Regions from separate parts of the Arachis hypogaea genome. Here region 2 is linked to region 1. Evidence: chromatin contacts called from public Hi-C data. All regions are on one chromosome and are shown on one strand. Each heading gives the region's core, a stretch centred on a gene start, on an enhancer-like site or on the middle of the called end of the contact. The rest is flanking DNA. Distances are from core to core; before and after follow the strand shown. Region 1 holds the start of LOC112750054 (xyloglucan O-acetyltransferase 1). Region 2 has its middle 35 kb from the start of LOC112750054.

What was found. Hi-C and Micro-C count contacts between places; a contact is called where the count stands out from the background.
Region 2: a Hi-C map of an unstated tissue shows a contact between it and region 1, with 2.1 times the contacts expected there. The contact joins the enhancer-like site here to the promoter of LOC112750054 in region 1. A contact is called at or near these places in 2 of 8 Hi-C or Micro-C datasets (leaf and an unstated tissue).

The regions. Positions count from the first base shown.
Region 1 is chr15:27,470,258-27,474,837 of arahy.Tifrunner.gnm2.J5K5, reverse strand. It overlaps LOC112750054 (xyloglucan O-acetyltransferase 1), which reads left to right and starts at 2,220. Exons shown (of 2, transcript XM_025798570.3): 1 at 2,220-2,794; 2 at 3,046-4,580. The coding sequence starts at 2,551. The coding sequence ends at 4,163.
Region 2 is chr15:27,505,764-27,510,343 of arahy.Tifrunner.gnm2.J5K5, reverse strand. No RefSeq gene overlaps it. Among protein-coding and RNA genes, the nearest start is that of LOC112750054, 35 kb to the right of the region's middle. Within about 2 kb of position 2,368, at least 2 of the 3 cell types and tissues checked have open chromatin away from gene starts, as enhancers often do.

The DNA.
Region 1 (4,580 bases), core at 971-3,470:
TACCTTTTGCAGATACCGACTTTTTCGCTTCTTTGTAGAGCTGACGAAGGCCCTTTCGCTAGAAAAACTCTCTGATACTCGACAGAAGACGAGCTATACCTCTACTAAAAATCAAACAAAAACAGTTTTTATTTTTAAAAAAATTAATTTTTTTATTTTTTGAAAATACTAAAAAAATTAAAATTTTATATTACAAAATAAAAATTTTAAATTCAGTCTTTAATTTTAAATATAATATTAAATTTTAATTTCTTAATCTCAATTGAATACCTGCTTTCAAACACTACCTAAAAGAAAAGCAGTGGCCGAATAAATGGTGTCAGCGGAGCTAGCGTAAATTAAAGCATTGGTGAATGTGAATATAATTTGGTGAAAGCTATTAGGTTTGAAACATTGGTAGAACGTAGATTGGATTTGGATCTGAATGAAGTATTGTAATATTATTACTGGATACACAGACATCATAGCATTGCTTAATATATTAAAGAAAGGCCAACAATATGATTGAACATATTTATTTATTAAATGCTTATAAAAAAATGGAGACAAAGTTGTTGGGGTGAGAAATGGTCGTGTCCAAAATGATTGAGCACGTTAGCACTACCAAATAGCTAGTAGCAACAGTTCCTATCTAAGACCATGCATGTCATAATCATATGAAATTCAATTTTGATTAATATCCCCATATATATATATATACACTAATATAATTAGATATACACTAAAATCATGGGCAGAGCTACACGGAGAGAAAGCGAAGCATCGCCTTAATTTTAATTTTTTATATGTAAATTATAGATAATTTTTAGTTTAATTTTTTTAAAATTTTATTTTAATATTATTTTATTATATAAATATTTTTAGTTTCTTTTAATATTTTATCTAATTTCATCCTCAACTAAAATCATTAGATATATAAATTTTTTAAAAAAAAATAAAAATAAAATAACACGTTCTCTTAAATAAGTATCTAATTATGAGCCTTTATTATTTTACCTCTTCTAATAGTATTTATATTTTATAAATATTTAGGAAAATTAATCACACCTAAAATAATACTAGCTATTCAATTTAGAGAGAGAGTTTTTATAAGGCTTTAATTTATCTGAAATTGATCTGAAATTTTGATCAATTTAGTGTGATACTTGTTAAGTTGTCACTCCTTTAATTACTGCGCATTGCATCACTTTATTTAGCAAAATCCCGATTACGTTTAACGCCCCTTTGATAGCTCTCAATAATGAAAATAATAAATAAAATGATTATAATATATGGCAGCATCTTTTTTATTTTTTTTTGGTCAGGCATGGCAGCATTAACAAGTGTGCTGTCCCAGCTATGCATGATCTAGAGATTCAACGTATCCAATAAACAAATTAATTGAATAAAACTGGTTCATATGGCCACATTCACTTACGAACAAAAAAATGTATCATACGCTCGTCATATTATTTTTTTATTTTTACTTTTACAATTTGACATCGATCTCAGTACTCGTATTAGATTTTGCCCATGAAAGTTGAAAGCATGTGTTAAAGTTTTTAAATAGGGTTTCACTCTAAAGACTATTATACCCTCGCAAATGAAACTACTATTATAGAGTTCTTATTACTATTTAATTCTAAAGTCTTATTAACATAATAACATGTGTCTTAAAAAATATTTTAAGGATATTACAAAAAATATTTTATAAAAATAATTAAGAAAATAAATTTTTTATATTTCAATGAATTAAATACATAAAAAAACTTAAAAGTTTTTTAGTATATTTTTAAAATATTTATTTAAAATACAAAATAGCTAAATCATTTGTTTGATCATAATTAAACAAACGTGAAGATTAATGAGCTTTCATTCTCGTACGGAACAACCGAACAAGACATAAAACTTTGCAAAAGCGAAAAAAAAAAAAAAGCAGCATAGAAGGCATCCTAGAGAAGGGGTAAAAACTAAAAGGAAAAGTCGTTCTATTGAAAACAAAATTAAATGATTACAGTTACACCAATAATTACAATAGAAACTTTCCTATTTTTCTTTCTTTACTAATGGATATAATTTCTGATTCTGATATATAATCCAATGGTCTTAATTTCGTAGACGTGACTTATATCAACTAGCATGCTTTACAACTGTAACCAAAAAGAAAATCAACTTTTCTTTCTGTCCTTTTCTCTCTTAACATTCATTATGAATTAAGAAGTAAGGTTGAGGACAAAGTTGGAATATCATTAAAAATCCCAATGCTTCAGAAATTATGAAAATTTAATTAGACATAAAGGAAAACATGATTAATGCACAGAAAAACCAAACCAACCTGCTTTTCTGACTCTTCTTCTAGTTCTATATCTCTATCTCTTCCTCCACCTTTTTCCTTGAAAGAAACCAAACAAAACAAAACAAAACAAAAACACATCATTCTTTTCCTCGTTACTAATCTGTGTAGCTAAGAAAGAAGGAACACAAGGAAGAAGAGAGAGAGAGAGAGACACACACACAAAAACAAGGGACCAAAGCAAGAAAGAAAGAAAGAAAGGGAGTTTAAAGAAAGAAATGGGAAGTACAATCCCATTATTCAAAGAACAATCCTTGTTTGTAATCACCAAGAAGCTTCTTCCATGGACACTCTATGCTTTGCTTCCATTAGCTCTACTTCGCTTGTACTTCTACCCTTTACCCCTTCCTCCTTCCCCAGAAACTGAACTTCCCCATTCATCAACCCCCATCACCATAGCTACCCACTCTTCTCTTTCTTCTTCAACCCCTCCTCCTCTTTCTTCACCTTCATCAACTTCAGGTACATACACCTGTATGCAAAATTTCATCTTTCCTTAAATTATGCTATTTCTAGTTAATTTTTGTCCGGGTTTAATTTTCAAATGTGATTGTACGAGTTTAAGAAAGATATTTAGTTCAAAGTACCCAGTAGAGTCATTGGTTTAAGGTTTTGGGTCAAGAAGTCGTTCCTCCAAAGAGTACTTTTCTTTGTTCTTAGATTCTAGTAATTTTGGCATCTTGGTATATGTAAAGTTTTGTTCTTGATTGCAGAAAAGGAAAAAGGTGGTGATGATGAAACATCATGCGACTACTTCAATGGAGAATGGGTCCGTGATTTGAGAGGCCCTTTGTACAATGGAAGCACATGCAGCACCATTAAAGAAGGCCAGAATTGCATCAAACATGGAAGACCTGACTCAGGGTACCTTCATTGGAGATGGAAGCCAAGCCAATGCAATCTTCCAAGGTTTGATCCTAATGCTTTTCTCCAACTTGTTAGAAACAAGCACATAGCTTTTGTTGGTGATTCAATGGCTAGGAACCAGTTAGAGTCCCTTCTTTGCATGTTATCTACTGTTTCGGAACCTAACCTTGTATACCGCAATGGAGAGGATAATAAATTCCGGAAATGGCATTTTGTTTCCCACAATGCAAGTGTGTCTGTGTATTGGTCACCTTTTCTTGTTCATGGTGTTGAGAAATCTAGTTCAGGGCCTAATCATAATGTGTTGCATTTGGACCGTGTTGATGAGAGGTGGGGTAAGGATATGGACCGAATCGACTTGATGGTGCTTTCGATCGGTCATTGGTTCTTGCATCCAGCTGTTTATTACGAGGGCGATTCAGTTCTCGGATGCCATTATTGTCCCGGTCTTAATCACACTGAAATTGGGTTCTATGATGTATTGAGGAAGGCTTTGAGGACTACACTTAGTAGCATAATTGAGAGGAGAGGTGGTGGTAGGGAAAATAATAATGGGATTGATGTGATTGTGACAACTTTTTCGCCGGCACATTTCGAGGGTGAGTGGGATAAGGCCGGGGCTTGTCCGAAGACTAAGCCATTTAGGAACAGGGAGAAAGAGCTTGAAGGGATGGATGCCGATGTGAGGAAGATTGAGATTGAAGAAGTGGAAGATGCTAAGGAAAGAGGGAAAGAGTTTGGAGGATTTAGGTTGGAGGCATTGGATGTGACAAGATTAGCATTGTTGAGACCTGATGGACACCCTGGTCCTTACATGTACCCTTTTCCATTTGCTAATGGGGTTCAAGAGCGAGTTCAAAATGATTGTGTTCATTGGTGCTTGCCGGGGCCTATAGATACATGGAATGAGATCTTTCTCGAGATGATGAAGAAGTGGGAGCGAACGACCGTGCGCGTGGAGTGAATGAAAGCCGAGGTACTTCCTCTGCTTCAAAATAACATTAATTTGGATAAAATTATACATTGAACTTTCAATGTACTGCTTTATCTAGGTTGATTGTTATTATGAAACAGAGTAATTTTTTTCCCGTATCTTGTTAATTTTAGTAGTGTTTTTTTATTATTTTAAATTTTTTAATATGTTATTGTATTTATCACTTGAATGTTAGATATTGAATTGGGAAGGATCAATTTTGTTGTTGGTAGAAAGAACAAAGAACAAATAAGGGATTCTTTTGTATTTGGTAAAGAGAAATTTTAATGAATTAGGGAGTGGTTGGTTTACTCTTCTATACTTTGTTGGGGCTATGTTCTTCCATGATGGAAAAAGCACTATCTATTGATAGAGAAATGGAGAATGACAAATTAATAAGGGTGTGCA
Region 2 (4,580 bases), core at 1,119-3,618, 35 kb before region 1:
AATTTTTTTTATAATATTTAATAAAATAAAGTTTGATATATTTATTTGATTTATTTATTCTGCCAGTCTCTATAGTTTCACTACATTTATAATTGTGCTTTAAAAACTTTTAATTAGATCCTTACATTACTTTTAATTTTGTAGTTAAATTTTTTTTGTATTAAAAATGTTAAAGTTAATGGAATAATCCTCTCTAAAAACATGTGGTCGAAAATCTAATTAGGTCTTTAATTATGCATATCTTCAATTTATAGATAAATATTTCATTAACTCTAATATTTGTACACTGGTAAAGACCTAATTACAAAATTAAAAATGATATAAAAATTCAATTAAAAATTTTAAAAGTATAAAAATTTAATTATAAATTTGATAAAATTATAAAAATCGATAGATTAATTAAACCTAATTATTTGGATCTCATTAGAGAAATTGAAATAGATAAGATTTGTAAAAAAAATTTCTTCTCATACATGTGATTGCAAATCATTTATTTATAAAATATTAGTTAAACATACTATTATTAAGATATAATGTAAATAAACAGAAAGAAAAAAAAATCAAGAAAAAATATGCAAATGTGAATAAATGTTAAAATTTGTATGCTTAAATATAAAACAAAATACGATACTCGGACAAAATACAAAAATTATGATTTTAAAACGAATGACTAATGAAAACATGTTTAAATATCATCAAAAAATTATTTGTTACTTGACACCATATAAGTTATAATAGTCAAACAAATATTTATATCATATACCAAATACGGCCAAAAAGAAAATTAAAAAATCAACATTCCACTCATAGGTGCTACAATAATTATAATTGCCATATAAAATTTTATTATTCAATAAACTTTAAAAAAATTTTTATATTAGATAAGTCTTTTGAAAAATAATATCAACTAAATAACTTTTAAATTTAGTTTATTATAATGCTAATTATTCTAATATTTAAAATCTTTTATTTAAATTCGAGTGTCTACATTGTAAATAATAATTCTAACATTATTGGCTGCCATCATAAAATCTCTTAGTTCAATTATTTTCATATATTCAATATAATAACAAAAATTAATCAAAACTTAAAAGTTATTATGCTTGAATTTTTTGTAGATTTTAATATTAAAATATTTTCCTGAGTATAACTTTTAGCAAAACATGTCAAAATATTATTGCCTTTAATTCTTGAAAACATATATATATATAATAACAAATTCAAATATATTGTTGTAAAATACAATTTCAAATCAGAATAAAGAATAAATAGATCGTTGATAATTTTTTGTAGAATTAGAACAAATTTTACTTTTTATAACCAAAAATAAAATATTCATAGATTTCTAATATTTGGTAAATTAAAACTTAATTCTATATGAAAATAGTAGTCAACAATAGATTTCTATTTATTGTTGTTGAAATAAACACTAAAAAAAAATCAATAAAACAGGAGTTCAATAAGTTTGGAAATAAATCATTTAATGTGAAGAAGTGTATATTAGAGAAACAAGAATTTACTTAGATAATTGGACTTTAATGATAGCAAAGATCATGCCTCTCCAGTCTCCACGTCTCAATGTTTTGGTACAGTGAAATATTTTTAAAAAAATGAAAAAATATGGAGAAAGAAATTTGTTATATAACCCAAAAGATAGATTCAAAAGCAATAGAATTTTTTTTAAAATATTTCCATTACTTTAGATTTTTATTGTCCTTTTTTTCTTTTTATTTGGCTTAATTTATAGCAATACTAGGTATAAAAACTTTATTCACGTAAATATATAGTATAATTGAGAGTCACTGCTAAGTTTGTACTTTATTTTTTTGGTCTGAAAAAACTTTTTTTTATGGTATTTCATAACTCAGTAGATTATGGATTAATTTATAGTTCAAAATTTTATTTAAAGATTTGTTATTAGTCAATAAATTATTACATATATAAAATAAAATTTAAATACTTGACATTTATTTAAATGAACTAATGAATTAACTACTAAGTTGATTGTTCTAAAAAATTTATTATCACGTAGTAATATAAATATTCAGAATAAAATCTTGTTTTCATTAAATTACTTCTTTTTTCATACCCAATGTGAATTTTATTTACACTTCATCAAAGACTACAAAAACAAAAAGTACACAACACTAATTGGGCATAAGCACAAAAATACAAGGCCCACCAATCCAAAAGAAAAATCGGAGCCTAATCACTTCACTCCCATTGAGCTAATATTGGCTCACTTCCTAGTTCCTAGTTAACAAAGCTGACAAGGAAAGCTTACCAGCTGCTTTATTCCCTTCAGGGACACGTGTTGTAATAGCATTCTACATAGAAGAATTTCTGTACATCTTTACAAACTTACATGTGTACTGTAGTGCGCACCTTCTTAAATATATCTCTATGTATCATTGTCACTTGTGCAGCCATAACATGATGGTTCTATATGTGTTTTTTTTTTTGACACGGTATTTTTATATCTTCACAAATGAAGGATTAATTTATCGTAAATTTAAATTTTATTTAAAAATTTATTATTAGTTAATAAATTATTATATGTATAAAATAAAATTTAAATTTTTAATATTTATTTAAAATAAATAAATAAATTTATCACCGACCAATTTAAATTAATTAGTTGTATATGTGTAAATGTTTTTTACTACGCAGTAAACTTTTCTTATTCATATTAACCTTGTAACTTGTTTGTCCAAAATAAGTAAAAACAAATTAATTATTGATTTTCTTTCTTTTATACATAAGATCTACATTTTCAATGTTAGAATTTTTTATTAAATAAATAAAATAAATTTTTTAATGATTGAAATAAATAATTTTGAGAGTTTTTATTAATTTTCGTAACATGACTTATCTTGTTTACTGTGTAAACAAAATACGTATTGCCGTATTTCGTTTATACTGTAAACAAGATAAGGCACAAACTAAAATCTATATACCACGTGTGCATATGTGATATGACACAAACCTTACCTCGTTTACAATATTAACGAAATACGATTATACTTATTTCGTTTACACTATAAACGAGATAAGGTTGGGGTGCGCCTGTAAAAAAACTTGTTCACAGCGCCTCCTGACCCACTTTCCATCCCTATTAATCTTCATTTCTCCCTTTCTCGAATGTTTTCTTGATATTTTTGAATTGCCCGAATGTTATGGCGCGCACCTACGCATGAGATCCCGATATCAACTGCTTGAATGATAGTTGACACATTGCGAGAGTGATCGACTTCGAAGTTAGTGTTATTTTTATCTTTTGATTAAAATTTTAAATTTTTAATTTTATTCGTGTAATGACAGATTCAGTTCTCATTTAAATTTTGCTGCATGATACTCTTATTTTTTTAAATTTTTATTTATAAATATTAAAGTTTAAAATTAATACAACAGATGATATAAAATAGTTGTATAAGTAGAAAAAAGTGTTGCTAAAATTTAAGGTTGCATTTGAAAGAGAAATTAAGACAAAAAGATAAAGACTGAGGATGAGAAATTGAAAAATAAAAACTAAATTAAGTTTTTATATTGTACTTGGTATTAAGTGTATTATCTCTTAATTTTTAAAACAACTTTACCTCTTTCACTCCCGAATTTTTCATAATGCCCCCACCCCCACTTCTTAATACACTCTCTCGCTTTAGTCCACCTCTTCCCGATCTTGTTTTCTTTCGAATTTTTAATTCCAATCTCTTTTTTTTCATATATAATTTTTTAATTTTTATATAATTCTCATTCTAGTACTAAAAAAATAGAATTTTCAAGTGAAGGTTGTTCTCCAAAAAAGTACTCGAAAAAAGAGAAATATGAGAAAACAATCAATTTACAGCTACAAACCTACAAGAACTCTCTGATCATGTTCATGAACAAGTTGATTTCAATTTGAATAGCCAAATCCAATCAATGAATGCATCGGATATCCTGAAAGAAACTGTGAAGATCCTCAAATTCAATTTTTAGAGTTTCATGACAATTACTGTTGTTTTAATTTGCTTTGTTTTTACTGTTATATTTTCAAATTTTTAAACGTGTAGTGAGACTCACTCAGATTTGACACCGTTTCTGGAGCGCAAGAAGTTGCTGAACTGAAAAGAAAGGCATGATTTAAGAGGTATACTTTAAAAAAAAATGAGAGAATTTTTGAAAATAAATCTTATTAAAATTTTAGTTTTTGATATGATCGTTACACGTCGGTTACAAGGTTATAACTCGGCCTTCATGATCATAACTCGTCCACAAATGTTACTGACTTTCAATTGAATGCCGATCAATAACGACAGGTATGACGTTACTCTTCAATCCGAATATAATTACTCGAAATCATAACGGTCGATCCGAACCTCTTAATAAAAGGGGAATAGTAAGAAATTCAGATCCAGATTACATTCTAAGAAAAAGAACTTATTATACATTACACTTACTTGAGCGTCGGAGTGCCTTTTGCAGATACCAACCTCCCGCTTCTTCGTGGAGCCGACATATGCCCTCTCGCTGGAAAAGTTCTTTGATACTTGACAGAAGGCGGGCTATACCTCGGCTAGAAGTCAGGCAAGAACATTTGG